2 separate regions of the Sus scrofa genome follow, and region 1 is linked to region 2. The links are chromatin contacts, called in public Hi-C maps. All regions are on one chromosome and are shown on one strand. Each heading gives the region's core, a stretch centred on a gene start, on an enhancer-like site or on the middle of the called end of the contact. The rest is flanking DNA. Distances are from core to core; before and after follow the strand shown.

The links. A called contact is a pair of places that touch in the nucleus more often than the background predicts.
Region 1: a contact with region 2 is called in a Hi-C map of embryonic fibroblasts, with 4 times the contacts expected there. The contact joins the promoter of CLOCK here to the promoter of TMEM165 in region 2. A contact is called at or near these places in 3 of 5 promoter capture datasets (fetal liver, fetal skeletal muscle and liver), 18 of 47 Hi-C or Micro-C datasets (adipocytes, alveolar macrophages, blood and 11 more) and 2 of 2 datasets of contacts at active chromatin or transcription factors (alveolar macrophages and skeletal muscle).

What each region holds. Positions count from the first base shown.
Region 1 is chr8:54,905,590-54,912,823 of Sscrofa11.1, reverse strand. CLOCK (circadian locomoter output cycles protein kaput) reads left to right here and starts at 2,632. Exons shown (of 23, transcript XM_021101324.1): 1 at 2,632-2,810; 2 at 3,848-3,931.
Region 2 is chr8:54,749,464-54,757,190 of Sscrofa11.1, reverse strand. TMEM165 (transmembrane protein 165) reads right to left here and starts at 5,621. Exons shown (of 6, transcript XM_021101337.1): 1 at 5,164-5,621. The coding sequence starts at 5,376. LOC110262103 (a long non-coding RNA gene) reads left to right here and starts at 5,641. Exons shown (of 3, transcript XR_002346666.1): 1 at 5,641-5,728.

The DNA of each region.
Region 1 (7,234 bases), core at 1,383-3,882, 160 kb before region 2:
AAGGATATGAGTAACTGACTAAACTCTGAAGGATTCTTAAAAAACAAACAACTAACAGTGTATCTGCTATTATGCATATCAAACTTTCTGTGTTCCAATTCACCTTAAACTATAGTGGTAAAACTAGAAATGTCAATGAAAGGATGGGTGAGAAAAGCATTATGAAAGAAAGGGCATAGGCACATGGAACTAGGGAAAGAAATTGAACAAGAGATGTAAGAACTACCTAAAAAGGAACATCATTAATGATGATCAATACTAATATGGGATTTCTTATGTACCAGGTACTATTACACACACACACACCTCTATCTATCTATCTAATTGATATCTTCTCTCAGTCAACCTATGAGATGGGATTGTTAACTTCATTTTATGGATCAGGAAACTGAAGAATGGACAAATAACTTACGCAAGGTCATACAGACATTAAGTAGTGGGACTGGGATAAATCCTGGCAGTTTAGTTCCCAATTCTGTACTCTTAACCACTCTGTTGTATCACTTCCATCAAGACATCAACTATGAGAATCAGGGAGTTGGTAATGCTCAGTTTAAATAACAGTAAGGCAGGCAAGAAGAAACAGAATTACATAAATTGTGTTTTAAGGCGAGGGTTTAGGCTGGGGGACAAATTTAGGGTCTATGAAGCTATGAGGCAGGATTTTTGTTTTAGGGAAAGGTGGAATTTGGTAGTTGGAAATGTTATTAAAAATATGTGATACAGTTTTTTGCTTGGAGAGAATATGGGGAAAAGGTAAGTTGTGAACCCAGCCATGGGAAATGTTCAAGCAGTGTCATAGGACTGAGCAAAAAACAGGGGATTATCAACAGGTCTTGGTAAATGATTAAATACAGAAAGTGAGAGGGGAGTCAAAGATGAATATGATTTGTTCCCAGTGACTAAGAGGACAATGGAATCATTAAAAAGGGCAAAGGTATTTTGAAAATATGTGTTCCAGATGATGTAGAATATGAGGACATAGCACTTTCTCCAGCATAAAATCCAAACATCCACACCCTAGGAAAAGCATTCAGCAAGCTTCTGTACCCTCAGTATTGTTAAACTTACCTCCTCTCTTGCTCTGGCTATGTTAAGATTCTTGATTGCAAGTGACAGAAAACCTCTCATTGGTTTAAGCAGTAAATACATGAATTTATTGAATAATTTAACTGAAATTTCCAGTTATGTAGTCCACATTAAATTCAGGGCATCAAAACACGTTTGCAGCCCACATCTCCATTTTTGAATCTGCTTTTTTCCATGCTGCCTTCTTTCTCAGACTCTGTGAGTGGGAAGTTGGCTTCAGGCCTCCATTTTTCCAGAATTAAATCCATTGGAAAAAGAGAGATCACTCCTCTTGTTAAGTCCAGTTTAATGCAGAGGATTAACTCAAATATGTTTTCCCCTGGGGTGCTGCCCCAGCCAAAGGTCTGAGAGTGAAGAAAGGATAGTTCTCCAGGAAACTATCAGAGTAGGGAATGAAGGCTGACCGGGGAAAAATGTCTACTAAACTTCTGTCTGCTACTGATGACTCCATTAGAATTTCCCACTCGTGTCGGAAAAACGCTCATGTAAACGATCAGGGATCTGAATAAGTTCCTCAGTTGTAATGTTCTTTTCATCTTGAGTACACAGCAAGAATTTGAAAAGTTTACTGATATGAATGTTACCTTGAGGGGAGGATTTTATAGTCAAAACAGGTGTTTATTTTTTGAAACAGGACGACTACTTCTATTTCAAATCCAAAGAACATTAAAATGTGAAAACTACTAGGAATCAGGGCTGTAAAGACCTCTTTTCCAATAATTTTCAACCGCCGAAATACGTTTTCCCGTGCGGACCAAGTGTCTTAACTATCAAAGGTTAAGATAAGGACTATTAGGATAAGGATATCCTAAGATAAGTGCGCAGTACTCACACGTTTTTCTAACAAGGGAAGCGGTGCAAATTAGGGTCCTGGTTTATCCTACAGCTTCACCCCCCACTTTGCCTTATACTGTCACCTGGCCTTTAAGGCCAAGTAAGAAACTCCAAAGCGGCACAGCCGTACCTTCTTTTGCCTCCCTCCTCCAGCCAGGGCTCCCGCCCAGTTTCCTCAGGCCCACCTTCCAGCGAGAAGCAACTAAAGCAGTGCACCCCCAGGATAGCGCAAAGGAAGAGTCTGGAGCTCAGTCACCCTCACAAATTCCCTCTTCCAGACCCAAGAAACGAAGCGCAAGGGATGCTATTGGAGAAGGGAAAAAGCTCTTGCGCCTGCCAATACCGGAAAATTTCCCCTGGCGCTGGCAGTCATTCGCCTCTCTCTCTCTCTCAGAGAGACCCCTCCGCGGGAAGAAGGAGAGGGTGATTCCTCGGGACCCCTCCGCCTGGAACCACCCTCTCCTTCTCCCCGCTCCCCGCATCCAGGGTGAAAGCCGAAGCCGCCTCCCTAGAGCTGCCCGGGCCGGCCGCGCCCTCCGCCGACCAGGCCCGCCTCCCCTGCTTTCCTGGAACCGTGCGGGCAGCGGGGTGCGGGGAGACTAGGGGTTTCCTTCCCGCCCTGCGGCGGGCGGCCCGGGGCCCCGGGATCTCTTCGCTGCTCCGCGCTGCCTAACGGGCAAGTCGCATGCGCGCCGAGCCGCGCCGGGGAGATGAGAGCGAGGGGAGGGGCGGACGCACAGCGCCGGCCGGCGGAGCCCGGGGTCACGAGGACGCATGCGCCGGAGGGAGCGCACTCTCCGACGCGGATTGCGACTGCCCGCTTTGAAAAGGAAACCCCCAGGGCGCGAGCGCGAGGGAAAGCTGGCCCAGACGCGTGCGCGCTCCCGGTGAGTGTCGCCCACCCGGTGGGCCTTGGCTGGACGTCCGCCGGCGGCTGGCTTGGGCGGCGCATGCGCTCCCGGGGCCGGTGGAGGAGGGGAGGCAGGGAGGGGGAGGAGGAGCGGGCGGCGGTGGCGGTGCCTCGGGCTGGGTGGGGGGCGCCGTCCGTTCAGGTGCTGCTGGTGCTGGGGCCGCCGCGTATCCCGGACCCGGCCGGGTCTGCGCTTCCGAGTCGCCGCCGCCGGACCCCGGGGTGGGGTGGGGAGGAAGCCGGAGACGCCGCGCGCCACACGGTGAGGGCGCGGGGAAGGGGAGGGAGGGGGGGCGGCGTGCGGGGCTGGGGGCGGTGGCCGGCGGGGGGCCGGGCGCTGGAGCCAAGTTTTGCCTCTCACCCTGGTGAGTGTTTTCGGGAGTTGGGCGGAGGCCCGGCGGCGCGGGGCCCTCGAGGACAGCGGGGTTACCTGCGGGGTAGGGGCGGGATCGGGGTGCCCGGCGGGGCCCGGTGGCCAGAGCGCTCCCTTGGGTTGGGGCCGATTGCAGCGGTCGAGCGGCCGGGACCGCCGGCGACCTGGTGCGGGGAGCGCTTTCGCCTGGGACCCGCTAGGCCTTGTGACCCACTTTATTCCTGTCACAACCCGGGCACGTTTGGAGCGGCGCCCAATGGGGCGCGGGGACGGCCAGCTCCTCGGGGAACCCCCGCCCTCCCGGCGTGCTGTCCGCGGGGCCGCCGCCCGAGGGCTAGTTCCGTTGGTGGTCGCGGTTCCAGGCCGGGTCCTCATGGCGCCTGCCCTTCCCGGTCCCTTTCCGCCTGCGGAGCCGGTCCTGGCGCCCTGGCCCTCGGATCGTCATTTCCACCGCCGAGCGCCCGGAGCTTAAGCCCCCGAGTGCGTTTTTGCCGGTGGAGCAGTCCACAAAGCAAAGCCTCCCCTCTGACCTGGCAAATGAGACGTGGAATCAGGTGGCGATTTCTTGCTGTTAGGATGCCACGCTAATACTTAACAGCCTTCTAACTTTAACCAAACCAAACCAGTGTTTTCTTTTACAGCGAAAGAAAAGCACCAGAAGTAAAGAAACTTTTACAGCTTTTGTTGATTTGGCTGTTAACGCTGATCCCCCGAATCAAAAAAAGGTAATCAAACTTGAAAGTTTGCATTTTAATTTGTAGCTTCATTTTAAATGATGAGAGGAGAAAATTGTGCAGTGTTTACCCTCCACTTGGTTGAAAAACAAAGGTTCTAAAAAGGCTATATTTATATAATGAGTGGGTTTCTCTGTTTAAAATCTTGTTGAGGGGGAAAAACTAACTCAGGTGTTAAGTAGTAAACTGATGAGAACGTCATTAAAGGTTAGCCTAAGGAAGATAGAAGGAAAGTTGTGGGACAACTGGTCATAGTCAGCTATGAAAGAAAACAATGAGGAAGGGTTCTGTGTACTGACCTGGGAAGAGCTCCAAAATATGTTATGAAGTGAAAAAAAGATGTAGGGCTGTGTGAATAATGTGCTGCTTTGTGTGTTAAGGGGACAGGCGAGGAATAAGAATACAAGCTTGCGTTTGCTTTTCTAAGTATAAAGCGACTCTGGAAAGGGAGAAACTGCAGAACTGGTAATGGTGGGCGAGAGGGGGAAGGAGCCTGATGAGGGGATGGTGGGAAATGACGTTGTGTATGTCTTATTTTTAAAGTATTTGGACTGTATTATGGATTCATAAACTAAACAGAAGTCCTTCTTTCCAAAATAACTTGTTATGTGTTTTTGTTTGTTGCTTATTTCTCTTTCCTAATTTATGGTGATTTTGGACATTTTCAACATGATTTCTCTTAATATTTTTAAGGAAAATGAGCTGTAAAATTCAAAGAAAGCTTAGGGTAAGTTTGGCTGTCTATGCCTCGATTTTTAAGGTGCTGGTGTCACATTTAATTTTTAAAGCTGTTTAGTCACATTTTACTTTGCCGAAATATGACATCATTTACATTTGGCATTATGGCTGGATTATAAAGATTTCAGAGCATGGTTTGCCTCCTTTTTTTTTTTTTTTTTTTTCAGGAATCATACTTGCATAAAATTTGACTTTTAGTTTTTTTAACCCCAAAGTTGTCATGACAAATAGTTGGAGAGTATGAGCACTCCATTAAAATGGTAATAGAATCGTTTGTCCAGGTAGTTTGCTTTGCAGATTTGGGAAATGCTTTTCTCAAGACAATCAGATATGAACCTCAGTGACATGTAACTTTATATGTATATTTATTTTTATAGTACTTTCGGGGAATTAAAACTAGCAGTCAGTGCAGAACATCAAAATTTTTTTATGGCTTATTGATTGCTCCACACAGTACATGATTTGGGGAAGGGTACTCAGAACCTCTTGGATGCTAATATAATGAAAGTAGTGAATGTTGAGTAGTGGTTGACAGTTACTGTGGGCATTTTCGTTATGTTTCCAGTATTCCTTTTTATTTTGTACGATAGGATAATTATTTTTGTTTGACTTAGAGGTCTCTAGTCAAACTTATGCATATTTTTTCATTTGAATTCCATGTGGGTCTATTCAGTCTTTTTGAAAAAATAGAATTGCATTTCAAAATTTTACTTAAAATTTTGTTATTGTTTTTCAAATTATAGAAGTAGAGTGGTGTTCATGAGAAATTAAAACAATGCAGTGTATATGTACGTGAAGCAGCCTTTGCACGTGTCCACCTCTTCTCACATCTCTGCAGAAATGACTGCTGTTAACAGTGTTGTATAACCTTCGAGTTCTTTTTCTGTGCATTTACAAACATGAATTTTCAGTCTTGAGAACTGAATTGTCTTGTTTTGTCCGCTTGTTTGCCTTCAATGTGAGCTCTGTTAGTGTCACAGGTCAGGGAAATGACCTGGAGTGTGTCAGAAAGTTTAACATATAGTATGCGCCTTAGGACAGTCTCATCTTTTCACTGGTGAGGGGCTGGTTAGTTTGGGGCACAGTTACGGTTTGTAGTGAGCTCTCACTGTTGTGAGCTTTAATCTGATGTGGATTGAATTTACCTTTAGACTTAGAGTCCGTGGCTTTTATAGGACTCTTTAGGGTCCACATTTCTAGGGTTTTGACCTGGTCAGTAGCTCACAGGTTAAACTGCTTTTGTTCTCCTGCATGTGCGGGCCAATAGAAAACTACTTAGGTTCCACCAGCCTGTCCTGGTCTCTGGAGTGAAACTACACAGGTCTGTCCTTAACTAGGAGACATTGACTTGGAATGCAGCCTTGGAAGGGGAGAGGGAGCAGAGGCAGTCAGGTCTGGTTTGTCCTATAATGACAGCAGACAAGTCGTATGTACACCCCACCCACCCCTGGCCCCCTGCACAGAGAAGACTGCCTTTCTAACCAAGCTGCAAATAATTGCCAAGACTTAATTCCTTTTAGGTGATAGAAAGTTGAGTATTAGTCAAGACTACTAAACTAGGTGAGCTATATAGAAAGATGCAGTACAGTTGACCCTGCCCTGAGCATATTTGAAGTCTAGTGTCTTTAACATTGTGGTTGCCAAAGGGGAGGGAGTGGGACAGATGGGAGTCTGGGGTTAGTAGATGCAAACTATTGCATTTGGAGTGAATAAGTGACAAGATTCTGCTGTATAGCACAGGGAACTATATCTAGTCACTTGTGATGGAACATGATGGAGGATAATGTGAGAAAAAGAATGTATATATCTATAGTATAACTGAGTTACTTTGTTGTTCAGCAGAAATTGACAGAACATTGTAAATCAACTATAATAAAAAATTAAAAAAAAGTATTTGTGGAAGTTGCCATTGTGGCTCAGTGGGTTAAGAATCCAACTAGTATCTATAATGATGTGGGTTTGATCCCTGGCTTCCATCAGTGGGTTAAGAATCTGGTTGCTGTGGCTGTGATGTAGACTGGCAGCTGCAGCTCCAATTTGACCTCACCTAGGAACTTCCGTATGCTGCAGGTATGGCTGTTAAAAAAAAAAAGAGCATGTATATAATGATTATAACACAAGATAGGAAATGATAGATTCTAGAATAAATACGTACATAAGATTGTAAGGGTGCGAATGTTTCCGCTTTTTACTTTTGTAGACGTAGGATTTGGAGGGAGAGTAGATACCTTAACATTTTTAAAATACAACAGACTTGGAAAGCTCAAATATCAGCTCTGAAGGGGTGAGGAAGTAAGGAGTTGAGTTGCATCCTCATGGCAGTCAATTATGACATTTATTTATAGTTGTTTATTTTTGTTTTTACTCTGTCCCACTGGAAAGAACCATTTGATGTTTTATTTGATAATTATCATACAGCCTCTCTAAGATTTCAGGATTTTAGAAATAAGAAATTTAATTGTACCAGATGAGTGTCGTCTATCATTTAATGTGTCAGGCAGTGTTAGTATTAAAAGTAAGTTGTTTTTTCCTATCATGTTTTTTTCCCCTCAAAGC
Region 2 (7,727 bases), core at 4,372-6,871:
TATAATTTTTCTGTACCTCTTGGATATTTTTTCTTTTTTTCTTTTCTTTTTCCTTTTTTTTTTTACCATGCACATGATTTTAGAGACCTAATGAATACCACTTCAAAAATCTCCTGAACCAATCTCTTACTCCAGATATGGAAGACCAATTCCTTACAGGCTATAACTGGCTTCAGGCAGTCCAACACAAAGTATGTGCTCTGCACAAGCTTATTCACTACTCAGAAGTGTGGGGTGTTTGTTAACCCCCATGGTGCAATCTTTGACCAATGGGGGGAGTCAGTTCTGAGGTTCATTTCATAAAGCTCTTTGGAAAGTCTCAACAGGATTCATACCAGTCACCTGTGGAGTGGCTGACTTGAGAAAACATATCAGGTACAAGCATTCACCTCCTCCCCTGGACTGTCAATTTAAAAGAATCCAGGCATATTCTGAGAAAAGGGAAGAGAAGAAATACACAGGCTGAAAAGCCTGCATACTTATGGACCAGCAGAGAGGCAAGCGAGAAACAGTTTAAAGTTTTTGAGTAGAAGACACATGATTAAGGCACTCTGGCTAATAGATCAGGACAGAAAACAGAGAATACCAGCCACTGGACTAACTAATTAAGAAGTCAGCTGCACAAGACTAATGTTGAAAAAAAAAAGAAAAAAAATCTATGCATGATGAAAAGAAAAATTAATATTTTTTTCCAAGGGAAAGAATCAAAGATGATATTCATACTCCTACAAGATATGTGGGAAAGAGAAATAAAAATAAGAGGTGTGGTTTCAGACACGTTCAATTGGAGGATAAAAAGCTTTTCAGGGAATTCCCGTCGTGGCACAGTGGTTAACGAACCTGACTAGGAACCATGAGGTTGTGGGTATGATTCCTGGCCTCGCTCAGTGGGTTAAGGATCCAGCAGTGCCGTGAGCTGTGGTGTAGGTCGAAGATTCGGCTCAGATCTGGCGTTGCTGTGGCTCTGGTGTAGGCCGGCAGCTACAGCTCCAATTAGACCCCTAGCCTGGGAACCTCCATATGTCGAAGGTGCAGCCCTAGAAAAGACCAAAAAAAAAAAAAAAAAGAGCATTTCAGGTAAAGGTTTCCAACAGGTTATCAGAAACCTGAGCTTTGGCCACCAGAGCCTCAAGGTATGTGTCTGGTTGCTGGCAGCCAGAATCTACCAGCTACAGCTTCTCAAGACCAGATTTCCATGGGAAAGGGCAGAGATCACATTAAAAAAATGAGCCTTGGACAACATCTATACTTAGGGAGAGAGGTGAAGGGGAGAAAAAAGAAAAGAAAACTGTCTTAGGTATTTAGAGATGCAGGCAGGAGACCACAGATGGCCAAGTTAGGGGCAATCACCATTTCACTGAGCTACTAACTAAAAGCCAGAGATTTTCCTATGCATTGTTTAATTTGATGCTCAAAAACTTTAAAGCTGTTATCTCAACATAAGAAGAAAAGCTTAGAGACAATAGGGTTAAATAATTTCCTCAGGTTCTCCCAACTGGTAGGACTCCTAAAAAGTGGGGAGTTAATCCTGTCAAAAGAGAACTGAAAAAGACACCTGGGTTCCGCAATGAATTTCAATGAAAAGACAGGGCCTGATGCAAGATAATGGAAGACCAAAGCCAAGTGATAAAGCAGCTAATTCCCCAGTTAGAAGTTTGGTTTATAAAAGTGAGGAGCAGAAGCTAATGCAGTCAAGTACAGTTAACCCAATGGCCTGTTTTTCCCTCTCCAAAGAGGAAAAGCCTGTGTAAGCAGACAGAAAGGAACCAAAGAAAAGGAGAAAAAAAAGACCCTGAGGAAGGAAAGTAGTGGGGGGTCAGAGGAGAATGGGCACAGGGACACGGAGGGAAGGTATGGAGAGGGGCCCAGGTGTGTTCACTACAGAAGAAAGGAGAGAGTCGTGGCGCAGAGGCAGCAGCTTAGGTGAATACAGGAGGGTCAGACACATGACCAAGTCTCTTTCTGCCATTCAGTTATACAGAGTTGTAGTAAGAAATGAAATAGGTGTTTTCCTTAGTACAAATACCTTTTCCAGTATCTTAATTTGGGTCTGAAACTCAAATTATTTACATCTTCAGGGCAGGGTCAACAACTTATAATTAAAAAACAAAAAGAAAAACTTACTGAATAAAATTCAAAGTTAAAATTAGTTGCAAATTGAAAAATTGTGAAAAAAGACCCTTAGTGTCCTTTTATTTCATGATCTTCAAGAAAAGGGAGAAAATAACAATTAACAATGAAAAAACAATTCCCACTCTAGTCCTACAGTTTAAATGAACACAGACTTGACCACACAGAAACTGCTACCTGCGTGGGCATCTCCACCTGCTCATGATGAAACTAGAGAAGATGATGTTTTCTTTGAAACAAAATCTACAGCCTGCTACCAAGAAAAAGACAATGTCCCTGCAAAAGTAAAACAAAAACAAAGTCTCTCAACGAAAGTTCCCAGACAAGAGGTGAGCTTTAAAGACAAAGAAATCACAGGAAAATGCTTAGAACTGGCTTAGGACTGTCTTCTTACCATTACTTTTTTGTAGGAAGTCAGAAAAACCTTTTTCAGAAGTTGGAAAATGTGCACAAAAATACATGTGTAATTTAAACCATGACATCAGGGATAAACTTGGTTTTAAAAGTCTGTATTAAAGAAACAAAATATTATAAATTTTCATCATATCTTATTTGTGGATGGGGTCGCTTGTTTTTTAAATAATATTTTATTTTTATGAATGTTCCATCAATATTAGAATAATATATTTAACAATTACAGTTTTAAAATACATTTTTATTTTAATGAATGTTTAACAGCTATGCTTTTATCAATATTACTGTTCTGTAATGTGTTTATAAATGTTAGCATTTGAAATGTATTAAGTGCATTTAGTTTCACTGATTTTTTTTTTTTAATGAATTGCTTTGACAGTAGAATACCGACAAATAAATGCAGTAACATCATGATCATTCCATTCTGACAGCAATCATGAGTCAGGCAATGATTATCTGACCGCCTCAGTCTTAGCTGTGAAAAGGCTAAAATTGGGAGTTTGGACTGGATGGAGTTTATGAAAATGGAAAAAAGTTTAAAATATTGTGTGGAAGGTCTTCTAGTTAAAAGATAATATATAAAAGAAATGCCAAGAAACAATAAAGCAGAAACACCAGTAAGGAGAACTTGTACTGGTCTGGTGGCTTCTGCGGCTTTACAACACTGCTAGGCAACCAGAGCAGAGCCCTTCTTTGGCTTTATAGAATGAGCAGCAAATTATAAATTACCTCTATTCAATCTACCTGATAAGCCCCAATTAAAAAAGCGAGTCTGTCAACACAGAGGCACACATTGCATAATGAAAGGATCCCAATGCGCAACAGTGCTTTTTGTGGGTTTTGTAAATGGGGGATTAATTTTAACTATAAGTTCAGAGTAAAGTCCCTCAACTTTTTTTTACCTGATTATAGAGAAAAAAATATACCCAACATAGAAAATCCCATGAGAAGTTCAGTAATCTTGCTTCAGAGTACCCTATAAGACACAACTACGTTTTTATAATACATCTTACATTTGATTACTTATCAATAAAGTTTTTCCTATCCTCTCCATTTTCAGAAATTCACACTCACATAGTGTATGAAAACATACATTTAAATATCCTACCCTTTTAAAAGATATGCTGCATGTAGCTGCAAAGCAAAACAGTTGAAAACTTCAGAGAATCAGTGATGCTGAACTCTTGCTTACACGGCTATTAAACTCAACTCTGACAGTATTTTACTTCCACCAAGTGGACAAAAAACACAAATGAAACTTACATTACACAGTTCAGAAAACATGTGAAAGAAAAAAACCTCCCCATATACTGTAATACAGTAGAGAAAATAAAAATAACACAAAACACACTTGAGCCGTAACAAAAAGTTACATGCAAGCATAATTTTATGCTTAAACAAACTCTACTGCAATACAGAACAAATTAGCATAAATTCCTACTTAAAAAGAGCCATCACTTTTAGCCAGGAAATTTTAGGAAAGACTTCACAGAACAGAGATGTCTACTTGTTCCTTAAAGGTGGGAAAAATTCTGGCCAGAACAAGCTCACTAAAGCCCTTTTACTTAGAGGCCTTTTGTCGGAGAGACCAGGAACAGAGCACATGGCCTGTCTTAGGTCTGAATCAGCAAGTGGCTGAGAAAGGGAGTGGGGAATAGAAGCCTGGGGGCTTGGCTGGAGCCAGATTACCCGGAAACCTGAGAGGTCAGACTGAAATCACGTTAGGGGCTACCCATTGAAGACCTCTGGGGCGAAAAATGGAATTCAAGTTGGGGAAGATTAGTTGGGTGGATGGGGACAGGCAGAAGGCAGCCCGCCGTGGAAACGGGAGTGCAGAGCGCCCTGCTAGAAGCAGCTACACAGGGCCTGGTTCCAGGAATCTAAACTGGAAACGAGGAGAAAGCCCCGCACCCACAGAGGGACTAAATACACAAACGCTGCCCAGACTGTAAACCCAAGTGACTAGGTGATTCCACTAACATAAATTAAAATGTTAATTAATATCCATTTAATGAAGGCCAAAATGCAGGACTCTGGTACACTTATAAATTTAGTTTTGGCATCCCACACCGCTGCAACACTCCGCACTGTCTGCATTCCTTAGGCTACTCCCTGCAAGCCACAGCACGTTTTTCAAAAAGTGAAAAGTCACGCTTCATAATCCACACACATTTGGCAAAAATCACAAATCATGCAAAACTGAATTTGGTAAATAAACAGTTTGGGAAAAGCTGTTTCAGCAATGAAATGGCCGATGGTATTCAGAGACCATGAAAAGCTTCCCCACTGCTCTAGGTTAAAAACTTTCTGTTAGGGATGAGTATTTCCAGCTCTGCAGGATACACCTGACCAACAAGAGGCCCATCCCAGTTGCATCCTTACTTACCCTCCCGAGTTAAAGGCCGACAGAGGACTCCCCTCTCTGCGCTCCGCTCCCCTCCCCCAGGAGGAGCCGGGCGAGGCCAGGCCGGACCAGCAAAAGCGTACCCAGCGGTCTCGCCCCCAGGGCGCGGGCGCCGGGCTCCCCTCCCCCGCCGGCAGTCTGGGCCCAGGCGGGCGCTCCGCCCGCGCCGAGCCCGGTACCCGGCGCAGCCTCGCCCGGGGGTGGGTCCCACTCACCTCGGCCCGGGCCGGCTCGGGGCCCTGCGCAGCCGCGGGTTGCGGCTGCAGCTGCTGAGCTGGCGCCGGAGGCTCCTTGTTCCGGTGGCTGAGGTCCTCGTCGGGAACAGCCCGGACGCCGGCCGGGGCCCACGGCAGCGGAAGGAGCAGGAGCAAGAGCAGGAGCAGCCGGGGCGCGGATGAGCGGCCGCTCCCCGGGGCCACCGTCGCCATCCCGCCCGCCGAGACGGCCGCGCACCGGCACTACAAGAGGAAGAGCGGGCGCCGCGAAGTCTCGATCCGGAGGAGTCCCCGCGCACGTCCCTCAGGCCTCGCCGCCGCCGCTCAGGGAGGGGCCGGCAGCATGCGGGAAGCGGCTGGCGCGGGAGAGAGGCTCTAGGCAGGCCGGCGTCCGGCCGCAAGACTCCGCCAACTGTCTCGGCGCGGCCGGGCCCTGTTCTGCCGGGCCCCGCCCCCGCATGTGACGGCCTCCCATTGGCCGGGCGTCCGCCTCGGCGTCGTGACGTCCTCCGGCAGGTTGAGGTGCGGCTCGCGCCCTCCTCCCATTGGACCCCGCGCTTCCGAGGTACCCGGCGCCGCGTGACCTTCCTGGCCTGGCATCCTTCTGGCACCCCACCCGAGACCCTTTCGCGTACCCTCTCCCTGCAGCCCCAGAATCGCGCGGCTCTTTACTTCTTGTTCCCCCTTTTCCTCTGCTCTGATATCCACCTCAGCCTCTCGATTCTCTGAGCCTTTCCTAGCTGTCAAATTATTTCCAGCGCCCTGGTTACGTGGCACTTGCTACGGGAACTGCCACACCTTAGCCAGGTTCTGCACTTCTTTACCGATTCTCAGTAACGCCTCCGACCCGACGATCTACTGAGGACAATGTTCTTAGATGCGAGTATTTAAAACAAACTTCTGAAATAGGACTTAGGAAATAACAGACAAAAATTGTTAAGCCTTGTTTTAGATATCATTTGTTTGCCTATAAGCACTCCCAGACCGAAAAGATCTAACGTTACCCTTTTCTTGCAACACCTTTCTGTTTCACATGTTTTATGCAGCATCTATCTTAGAATGACCTTTGGCTTTTTGAACTTGAGTGTTTAGGATTTTTGAGGGATGGGGATTAAGGTAGGCGGGAGTAGAAAACAGGAAAGGATGGTGGGTTGAGAATATTTTTACAGCCTAAAAAATAAGTCGAGCTATTTAGTTATCCGAAGTTTGACTAAGATTGTGTAAACCATGTGCCAGGCACTATTATAAATACTTTATATATATATTTACATATATTAGCCTGTGCTTTGTGAAGAAATAAGGAAGGTTATCAAATACTGGAGCAAGAATTGAACCACCAAAACAATCTGCAGCAGAGGGAACAAACCTACTTTGAATTCGCTGAAGATACTGTATTATGTCATGGCTTAGTAGAGCTTTTGTCCATGAGGGTCTTCCTGTCTGTAGGGTCCTCCGTTCTGTCATTGTAAACTCATACTCTCATTTCCAAAACCTGTCCAGGCCTGACTACTCAGAAACCTTCCCCCAACACCTCCTCTTACAGAATCCATCACTCCTCGCTTTACACTACTGTAGGGTAGCATATACATGCTTCTATTATTTTTAGTAACCAGGATACCTTATGGTTTGGCATACAACTATTGTGCCTCCTGATTCAGCCCTAGGGGTAAACATTTGAGCCCTCACAAACTAGTCATGACTAGAGCCCAGTAAAAACCAGAACCCAGAGGTGTGGACTACCCTCGCTCCAACTCCCTCTCCTGTATGCACGCAGCACCTGCAGAGCTTCAGGGGTAGCTGAGAGGCAGTCTGGTGGCTCAGTCTAATGGCAGAGGCAGAGACTGAATGTGGCAAAACTGGCCACGAGTCCCTGATACCTGGAAGGTGCTTGGCTTATTTTCTGAAGTGGACCCCCACACTACACAGCTTTGTAACAGGAAGTACTCCTGGCTGAATTCCCAGTCACCTCAGCAGATGAAACAAACTGCCAGATGCCTATGAGCCACCTGGTGATGGAGGGCAACTCAGGGGCAAGTCAGCAAAGCTGCTCAACAGATACAAAGTGAACAGAGATCAAGCCGATTGCCCCCGCCCACGCCCTAGGAGGGGACCTGCAGGGTGCAATTAGTGCAGTGTCAGTATCCCCACCAGCCAGGGTGGGCCCTTCTGGCCTATTCAGTGTTACCCTGATCCAAGGGCCCTCAGCCTCTGCCAGTTTAGGCTCCAGGTGTCAGATTCCCAAGTGATCAGCTCTCTCCATGCCCAAGGGTGCTAAATCAGAGTTGATTTAGAGCCATCATGGTTCTATTCCTCACAGGTGACCAACTCCTTTGGGAAAAACAAAATAAGACAAAAACCTGAAAGCACTCTTCTGATACCTTTCTTCGAAACAGAGCTACTTACTTGATCCTCAGTAAGGACTGGAGACTCAACAATTCCGAGATTTTTTTTTTTTTTTTTTTTTTTTGATCCTGGCCTGCATAGATATAGTCTCACTAAAATTTAATCACTGGTAGGCACCCTACTCGGAAGAACCCTACTACACTGTATTTTAATGATTTTTT